Regions from separate parts of the Zea mays genome. Here regions 1 and 2 are each linked to region 3. Evidence: chromatin contacts called from public Hi-C data. All regions are on one chromosome and are shown on one strand. The core of a region is the stretch at or near the end of the contact, and the rest is flanking DNA. Distances in the headings are between cores, read along the strand shown.

The links. A called contact is a pair of places that touch in the nucleus more often than the background predicts.
Region 1: a contact with region 3 is called in a Hi-C map of bundle sheath, with 2.9 times the contacts expected there. The contact joins the promoter of LOC100281467 here to the promoter of LOC100280812 in region 3. A contact is called at or near these places in 2 of 25 Hi-C or Micro-C datasets (bundle sheath and tassel).
Region 2: a Hi-C map of ear shows a contact between it and region 3, with 2.5 times the contacts expected there. The contact joins the promoter of LOC100281637 here to the promoter of LOC100280812 in region 3. A contact is called at or near these places in 2 of 25 Hi-C or Micro-C datasets (ear and tassel).

Annotation. Positions count from the first base shown.
Region 1 is chr1:52,045,210-52,047,909 of Zm-B73-REFERENCE-NAM-5.0, reverse strand. LOC100281467 reads left to right here and starts at 1,303. Exons shown (of 15, transcript NM_001154385.2): 1 at 1,303-1,449; 2 at 2,388-2,631. The coding sequence starts at 2,440.
Region 2 is chr1:52,766,328-52,769,055 of Zm-B73-REFERENCE-NAM-5.0, reverse strand. It overlaps LOC100281637 (lipid binding protein), which reads right to left and starts at 1,422. Exons shown (of 2, transcript NM_001154556.2): 1 at 885-1,422; 2 at 197-459. The coding sequence starts at 1,320. The coding sequence ends at 326.
Region 3 is chr1:52,488,234-52,490,933 of Zm-B73-REFERENCE-NAM-5.0, reverse strand. LOC100280812 (WRKY55 - superfamily of TFs having WRKY and zinc finger domains) reads right to left here and starts at 1,445. Exons shown (of 3, transcript NM_001411377.1): 1 at 1,170-1,445; 2 at 949-1,053; 3 at 62-736. The coding sequence starts at 1,213. The coding sequence ends at 241.

The DNA of each region.
Region 1 (2,700 bases), core at 54-2,553, 440 kb after region 3:
TTATGCCCGTATATCAAATGAGGTTGTACGTGCTCAAGAAGGAAAGAGAGAGTGGATGCCTCAGAATACCTATAAACTTTAGATCCGGAGGGGATACAGATTAATATATCTTCTTGCTATTTTTTTAGATTCTTTAGATCTCGATTAGTCCAGAGTTGGAATGTTAGCTAGCACTGGCTTGCTGTCATTCAGCAGAACACTGGTCGGATATCCGCCGCCGATGGAAGAGGAGCATCCACGCTCGCTCGGGTGTCGGGTCAGATCGATCCAGTTGGCGCACGTAATAATCCTTTTCCCCAGAAGGAGTCGAACTCCTCCTCCCCGTCCAATCCAATCAAAGCGACCAATCGACTGGCTGTCCTACACACACACACACACAAAACCGACCGAGGCGACACACCGCAGCAGTGATCATTCTGAGCATTTGCAGAAAAAGGAGAACGTCCCGAAATCCTGGTGGTTGTGTTGTGTGATTGCTCACTCAGTCCGTGCAGGGTCAGGGTGCAGCCAAGCCAACAACCCAACGCTGGGACTGGGAGTAGGGTCCACCGGATTTATTGGCAGTACATCGCTGTTTGGTCCTCCACTCCTCCTGCCCTTCGCTTATATTTTAATTCGGCAGACGTGCACAGACAGGGCACCACCAGCCCAAGGAAGGGCGCACACCGTCAGTCACAGGTGGGTGTGATCAGCAGCCGCTTCTCTTGTGCTGCATTATAACGTATGAAATTCCAGTGTCCCTGTTCCACCTGCATGCAATTGGTTTGACTGAACAACATGATAGCAAGTGAGACTATATATTTTTCTGGAGGAGCACAGTGAAAAAAATATTTGGTCCAAGGGAAGTTAGGTTTTATAATAATATATATACTTGAGTAGAGAATGTCTGTGTCGCTTCTTCCGTCGTTGGAACTCCCATCCGCGGGCGCGGCCCTGACTCTAATAAATGAATAAGCTAATCTGTGTTACTCTTGTTCCATGAAATTGTATTCACAGTTATCCCTGATGCAACGCAATTGTTCAATATATAGCAGTATATATTATACGAAGTATATATGTATATCTAATTTTATGAGACCGGGAGAAGGTGTATTCACAGTACAGTGCAGGGCCATGGCCATGCAGCCCTTGGGGCCTGAAAAGGGTCGCGTGAAGTGGCCAACGCTGTGCAATTGCAACCAAACAAACTTTTGGTGGCGGGGTCCCTGTCCCTGGCCCTGGCCCTGGCCGTCTTTGCCCACAGGCCACAGCGCATCACACCACCGCTTCCTTTATAGCGCCACCCCACCACCCTCGTCTCTCCCCCCGTCGAGCACACAACACACCCTCCTCGTCCTCCAATCCAATCAACCTGGTAGACTCGCTTCGCTTCTCCCCCAGCCGTCGGACGGAGCTCCTCGCAGTCGCAGCAGCCGCCGATCAGCCTGCGCTCGGGCTCAGCGCTGGAAGGTGAGAGCATCCAGTGCCTCGGCCCGCCCGCCCGCCCCGAATCTGGTTCTTGTGCTGGCTCTGGCTGTGCGCTGCACGAACTCTGCATCTGCCTCTTTCGAGACGCAATTCCCGGACCGTGGGCTTTGGTTTCGGGGCTGCAAGGCCGCTCGTCGTTGCGGCATTTTTCGTTTCGCTTGTCCTGTGATGAGAGATGTGCATTTCCCTTTGGCGGGCTTACCGTTCCCTGCTCGTCTGTATGTGTGTATGTTTGTGTGACCTTTCCCTCGACGCCAGGCTCTTCTCCCCTCTTGCTGTTTCTTTCAGCAGTACAGACGCGCATCTGTACAACGCCTTTCTTCGGTCCTGGGTTATGATTGATCCGTTAACAGTTGGTCACCAAGTGCTGGCTGTTTAATATGTACTATAAGCTTCTTGGTGCCGCTGCCTCTGCCTATACGACTTTATGCGCTGCCTGCACAAGTCTCAGCCATCTGTGGGAACGTGTGTCTCTCACCTACCTTTCATATTGCACTAGCTGGATTGAATCATTCTGCTTTGGAGAGATGTCCGGTCATTTTTTAAATCATTTTCATCTCGCGTACTAGTTTTTTTGTTTTTGTTTTTGCGAGAGAGTAATTTTTTTTAATATTTACTGTCTCCTGTCCCATTTGCTGTTTCTTTACCCAGAAATTTCCACCAGATTCAGTCAAACGAAACTCATGTGCTCTTTTTTTTCTCCCTTTCAAAAGGGTGTGTAACCGACTACCGACTCAGATAATATAAGTGCGGTCACCTATCACATGATATCATCTCGCCTCTCTCCCTTCTCTGGTGTTTTATTCTCCTTTTTCCAACCACAGCTTGATGAACTTCTTTTTGGGGGTAACTACAGCTTAGTGAACATGAATGGGTAGTTTTACAACTAACGCAACGGCTGGTTCACTGAACAACTGTAGGTGTTGGAAGAGAATAGCCTGAAGGTTCACAGTAACCTTCATCTGTCGGAAGATGTATCGGGCTAAGAGGGCTGCATTGTCACCGAAGGTGAAGCGCCGCGTCGGCAAGTACGAGCTCGGGCGCACCATTGGGGAAGGGACCTTCGCCAAGGTCCGGTTTGCTAAGAACACTGAAAACGGGGAACCTGTTGCTATCAAAATCCTTGACAAGGAGAAGGTTAAGAGGCACAGATTGGTTGAGCAGGTCAGTATCCGTCCACTATTCCTTTCTGAGACCATGCACTGGCTAGCTTCTTGTTATATCCATTTTCTG
Region 2 (2,728 bases), core at 173-2,672, 280 kb before region 3:
AGCCGCCTTTCAACGATTTCACGCGTCTCGGCACGTCAGACGCCCGCGCTTTTGCGTCCTGCGGCTGTCGGCCGGGACGTTCGCATCTATCGCCGCTGTGCTGATTTGATGTTTGCCTGGCCTGGGTCCGGGGCCGGCTGGGGGCTGGCGCCGCGATCAGCCAAAAAGGCATTTTCACAGCAACTGGGTACGGACGTTGATGGCATGGACGGGACGCCCGAATTGATTCCATCACCGGCGGAACGCGTGTGTACATTTACACCTGTACAGATGCGCGGCAGCTCTACGGTGCGTGGTGCCGAGAGCGCCGTGCCGCCTACGAGAGTTACAGCAGCAGCGTGGAGAGGATGACGACGAGACAGCCGCGCGAGAGAGCAGCCACCATGTACGGCCGTCTCGAGGCCCCCGGACCGCCGTTCGCGGCCGCCGTTGCCGGTGTGGTCGACGGCGCGTCGGACCCTGCGGTGAGAGATCTTGTCAGTGCCGACATCTTTGGCAGGACGCGCGCGCGTGGGGGAGGGGGTTGATTAGTCCACTGCTTTTGTTACCAGTGCAGCAGTGCACAGTATCGCAAGGTTTCACGACGTACAAATACAATCCAGCCAATATAATGTAGTTTTTATTAGCTACGCCTACAAATACAATACAACCAATAGACAGTATCGCAAGCTTTGAGGTACCGTACCCGAGAGAATCTAGTCTAGGCAGGCAAATCACGCAGAGTTGACAAGATAGTTCCCTAGAGTACCTACGACGCCTTCAAAGTTGTTTATTAATCGGTCGCTAATTCCCACCAGGCAGAGGCAGGCAGCCCACATCATTGTAGAACGCGAGCTTATCGAAAACCGGCAGACCAGAGCGCGCCGTGTAGTGTAAGTACGTACCTGAGTCCATCGGCGCGTCCGCGGCGGCTCCGCCCGGCGGCTCGGCGACGGGCATGCCGAGCGCGGCGCAGAGCCTGGGCGGAGGCGCGTCCACGCGGCAGATGGTGGGCAGCGCGAGCGCGCGCACGGTGTCGACGCGGACGCCGTTCCCGGCCAGGAGCGCGCACAGGCAGGCGGCGTCGTCGCCGCCCACGACGGCCGCGAGCGCCCCGCAGCAGCCCTTCTCCGGGCGCGTCAGCGCGCTGCGGCGCTCCACGTACGTCAGGCACGGCGTCAGGTTCAGCAGCGCGCCCGCGCAGTCCAGCGACGACGACGGCGCGGGGGCGCCCGCCGGCGGTGCTGATATCTGCGCGCTCCCTCGCGGCAGCAGGGCCAGCAGCGCCGCCGCCACGGCGAGGACGACCAGCGCCGCGGGTGGCGCCGTTAGTAGAGCCATGGCGTCGCCGTCGCCGTCGCTGCTTCTTGGGATTCCTGCTTTCCGGAGGAGGCTGTGGTCTGTGCTCTGTTTGACATGTGGGGAAGGGATGGGGAGATCACTGCTCAGCGTGCGCCTGTGTGTCCATTTGTGCGTCAGTGCTCCGCTGGGTATTACTGGCCCAAACCCATACCCGCGAAGAAAAAATACGCCCGCTAAAAAACTCATACCCATAACGGATATAAAATTTTGCCCAAACTCATACCCATGCGGGTTTCGGGTACCCAACGGGTTTCCCATACCCACTAAGATCAACATAAAAAATAATTCATCATGTAAATAACAATTAATACATTAAGAAGCTAGGATAAAAGGAACAAGTAATAACTAATTTTAGCTTAAAATCTGTTACATGAAGTTTATTTCAATTAGAACATATTCAATTAATAATATTATGAGACATATTTATAAGGAATGATGATTTTAAGGCGGGTTTTAAAAACCCATGGGTTTGCGGGTATGAGTAGTGGAAGAACAAACCCATGCCCACGTACCCGTTGGGTTTCCATTTGAACCCATTAACAAACCCATGTATATAGAAATTGACTCAAATCCATACCCTAATAGAGCAAAAACCCACCGGGTTTCGGGTAGCGGGTACTCATTGCCATCTCTAGTCTGTGCTCGTGTGTAGGCCGAGCGAGTGATGGGGATGTCTGGGCAACGCTAAGCTGGGTTGTCGTGACGATAGCGTTCTTGCCTAACGGCCAACGGTTGGGAAATGGTAGGGCCATGACAAGCCGCTCCCTCCAATAAACCTTGCCGCCGTAGCTGTGTCCTAAACAAACATTGCCGTAACGCTTTGCAAACCCAAGTTAATCAATTATGTTCCTTGGGAACACACAAGGGTATGCAAGTCCTCTTTTGAGTCCAGCCATCAGGGAAAAAAACTACACCATTGAGCATAAGGATCGTCAAGGCACGATAGCGCCATGATTGTAGGATCCGATTCCGCTTAGCACGTACACACAAGTAGGGATGAAAACGGTCGGAAACAGTCGGTAAACACTAAAACCATTACCGTTTTCATATTTTTTATCGGAAACAAAATCGAAAACGGTAACTCCGGAAACGGAAACGATATCGGTATTTCGAAAACATCGGAAACGAAAGTTCGGTGCGGAAAATACACCGGTAACGGTCGAAATCTAAAATACGATCGGTAAACATATCAAACTTCACAATAAAACAAAATTGACAAAAGATCATAAATACCACAAGTTCACAATTCATGATATAACAAGTTCACAAGGATCACAAATTTATAATATAAAAAGTTTACAAAGATCACAAGTTCACAATATAACAAGTTCATAAAGATCACAAGTTCACAGACTCAAAGTTCACAATTCACAATATCCACTCGATT
Region 3 (2,700 bases), core at 196-2,695:
ATATATATACGTTAATCGACGAGCAAGCCATTGCAGAAACGAAGTGTTGGATTAAAATTAGCATTGGTATTTCGATTTCGAATCAAGAAAACAAAAGTAACATGCGAATATGTAGTAAGCTTCGGCATGTAATGAAGGAATAAAAAGAAGAAGGAAGAAAAGAAGACATCTGTATGACTGTATCATATTAGTTTGTCGAAGTAAAGGCATCAATTGCCTTCCTTCCACTGAGTGATCAATTTACAAAAAATGGAAGAACCTGATAGATCCAAATCTGCCTGCATCTACCACCTCCTCCGGCACGGCGGCGGCGCCAGCCGAGAAGGCGTCGTGGTACTCGGTGCTGCAGGACGCCGGCTTCTGCTCCACGGCGCCGGCGCCCCACGGGTACGTCTCAGACCGCCGCAGCACGGGCGGGTTGCTGACTTCCGGCGGCGTGCCTCGCCGCGCCGCCGCCGCCGCCGCGCTGGAAGAGGGCGAGCCGCCGCTGGCATTGGTGGTGGCGGCCGCCGCCGCCGCCGTCCCGGACGAGGAGTCGAAGCAGATGGAGACGGCCTTCCCGGACGAGGTCTGCAGCTGGAACTCGGAGGGGGAGAGCGGGAGGAACGCGCTGTTGCACGAGTGGTCGTTGTAGTACGTGACCGCGTACAATGGCGGGTCGCTGTGGTCCTTCTGCTGCACCTGCTTCGTGGCCGGGCAGTTCATGTTGTCCTTGTACGTGCATCTGTAGTAATACCTGCAGCGGGACAAGAACCTGTGAGCGAGTGAAAACGAACATTTTTGCTGGGATTCGACCCGCCGATAGTGGATGCGGAGAATGGGAGGAAGTTACCAAACATTCAAGTCAAAGGAGGCTGGCTAATAAAAGCCGGGTTCTTCGCTGGCGAGGATAGATTTGTCACCCCCCGGTAAAGTAAAACAAACAAAACATGTAGAATCCGGCCGGACCTGGGGAAGTTGGTGTTGTTGATCTTTTTCTCGCCGTACTTCCTCCATTGGTGGCCATCGTTGTGCGGCGCGAAGGTGTCCACCTTCCTCATCCGCTTCTCCTTCCTGCCAAGATTCCCCGCAAGAAAGAAAAAAAAAAAGAAGACGAAATCAGGCGCCGCCTTCCAAACCGAACCGCGCAGGTGCAGAGATCACAGGCGAACCCGGCCGCAGCTAGTTACCTCGAATTGATCTGCGAGTGATGCGAACTCGGCGCCGGAGACATTGTTTGGCTGCGGTGGAGGAAGGGGTCAAGAAATGCAGGTGCGGGACCGGAGAAGAGGGGTGGCGAAGAAGACGCGGGCAGGCGGCCGGCCGTGGGAGGACGGAGCAGACAGCAGGTTGCAGGCCAGAGCGCTTTTAATTCGGAAGCGTACTTGACTAGACACCACCACACCAGGGCAAGGCAAGCAGAGGAGCATCACGAAGAGAGAAGGGGCGGGAGAGAGAAGTCCATTAATAATTGACACCTCGCGGCCATATAAAACTCTCCAGAACCGAGACCGAGAACGATGCAAAGATTATCTTGGCCTCCGGGCGTATCGCTGTCACGTGCCCGCGCCCACCGACGGGCGACCTGATGAGAAATTTCTGCGCGCCTTCTTCTGAGGCCCCCAACTCAACACTGCCGGAGCCTGAGCTGCGTACAAGTGGCCTCGGAGGTTGTGTGGCGCGTATTTGTTTATTGCATAAGCACCGTCATTAATCTCACAGCTTGGGCTACTTGTATTATATAGTATTTGTTTACCTAAATATCCCTCTCTTCGGCCGGACCGGTTCAAAATCTTGTTTCCAGACCAGAACGGAACAAGTTAGAGCTTAGAAGTGGTGATAGCAATGATAATGATAATAATAATAATAATAATAATAATAATAATAATAGTAATAATAATAGTAGTAATAATAATAATAAAGAAAAGAGGCAGGACTGGTATTTCTTTTGTTATAAAATAGTCGACATTCTTTTTGATCAAATAAATAAAAAGTTTATTATTTATTGTATATGACTCGTATTGTTTAAATTGCTCGCTGAATTTATTTTTACAACAAATTTATTTAAAAACAAGTAATACTAATAATTTATATAGATTTAGTTAAATTTAAAATTCTTTGAGTGATACGAACATTATAGTGGTACTAATTATTTTAAGGGAGAGGTTATCCTTGCCCTACCAGCTGGGCTTGACCTGATTGATGCGTTTCCCTGGCGAGGCCAGTGGAATCGTCTCCGTTGCTTGGAAGGAGGGCAACTGGGAGCTGCTCGCGCGCGCGGCGCGCTTCCCAATGGTCACCCGAAACGAGAGAATTCTACCGTGTTCCGATGGAGGAATCCCAATCGCATGCCTGGTTTTTTTAAGAGAAAAATTCTTATATACCACCAAAACTTATTATTTTTTCCTTATGTACCATTTAAAAATATGAGCTCATCTCAATGCCGCTGCCCACTGGTTTTATATTTTCGGTTCCTTTAGCTGTCATTGCCGTTAGATCCCGTCAAAATATCCGTTTACTTGCGTGCGCATATCGCTGCAAGAAAAAAAACAAAGTAACGCCGAATGCTCCTATCCCGCGCCGTTGTGGCCCTGTAGGCTTCTCAGGCCTCGCCATTATGGGGGACTACCAAGCAGAGTGCAAAAATCGGTATTTTAAATGAATACGGACGCCATTCTAGAACTGTACAACTATTGACCTCGGCAGTGCCACACTTAAACC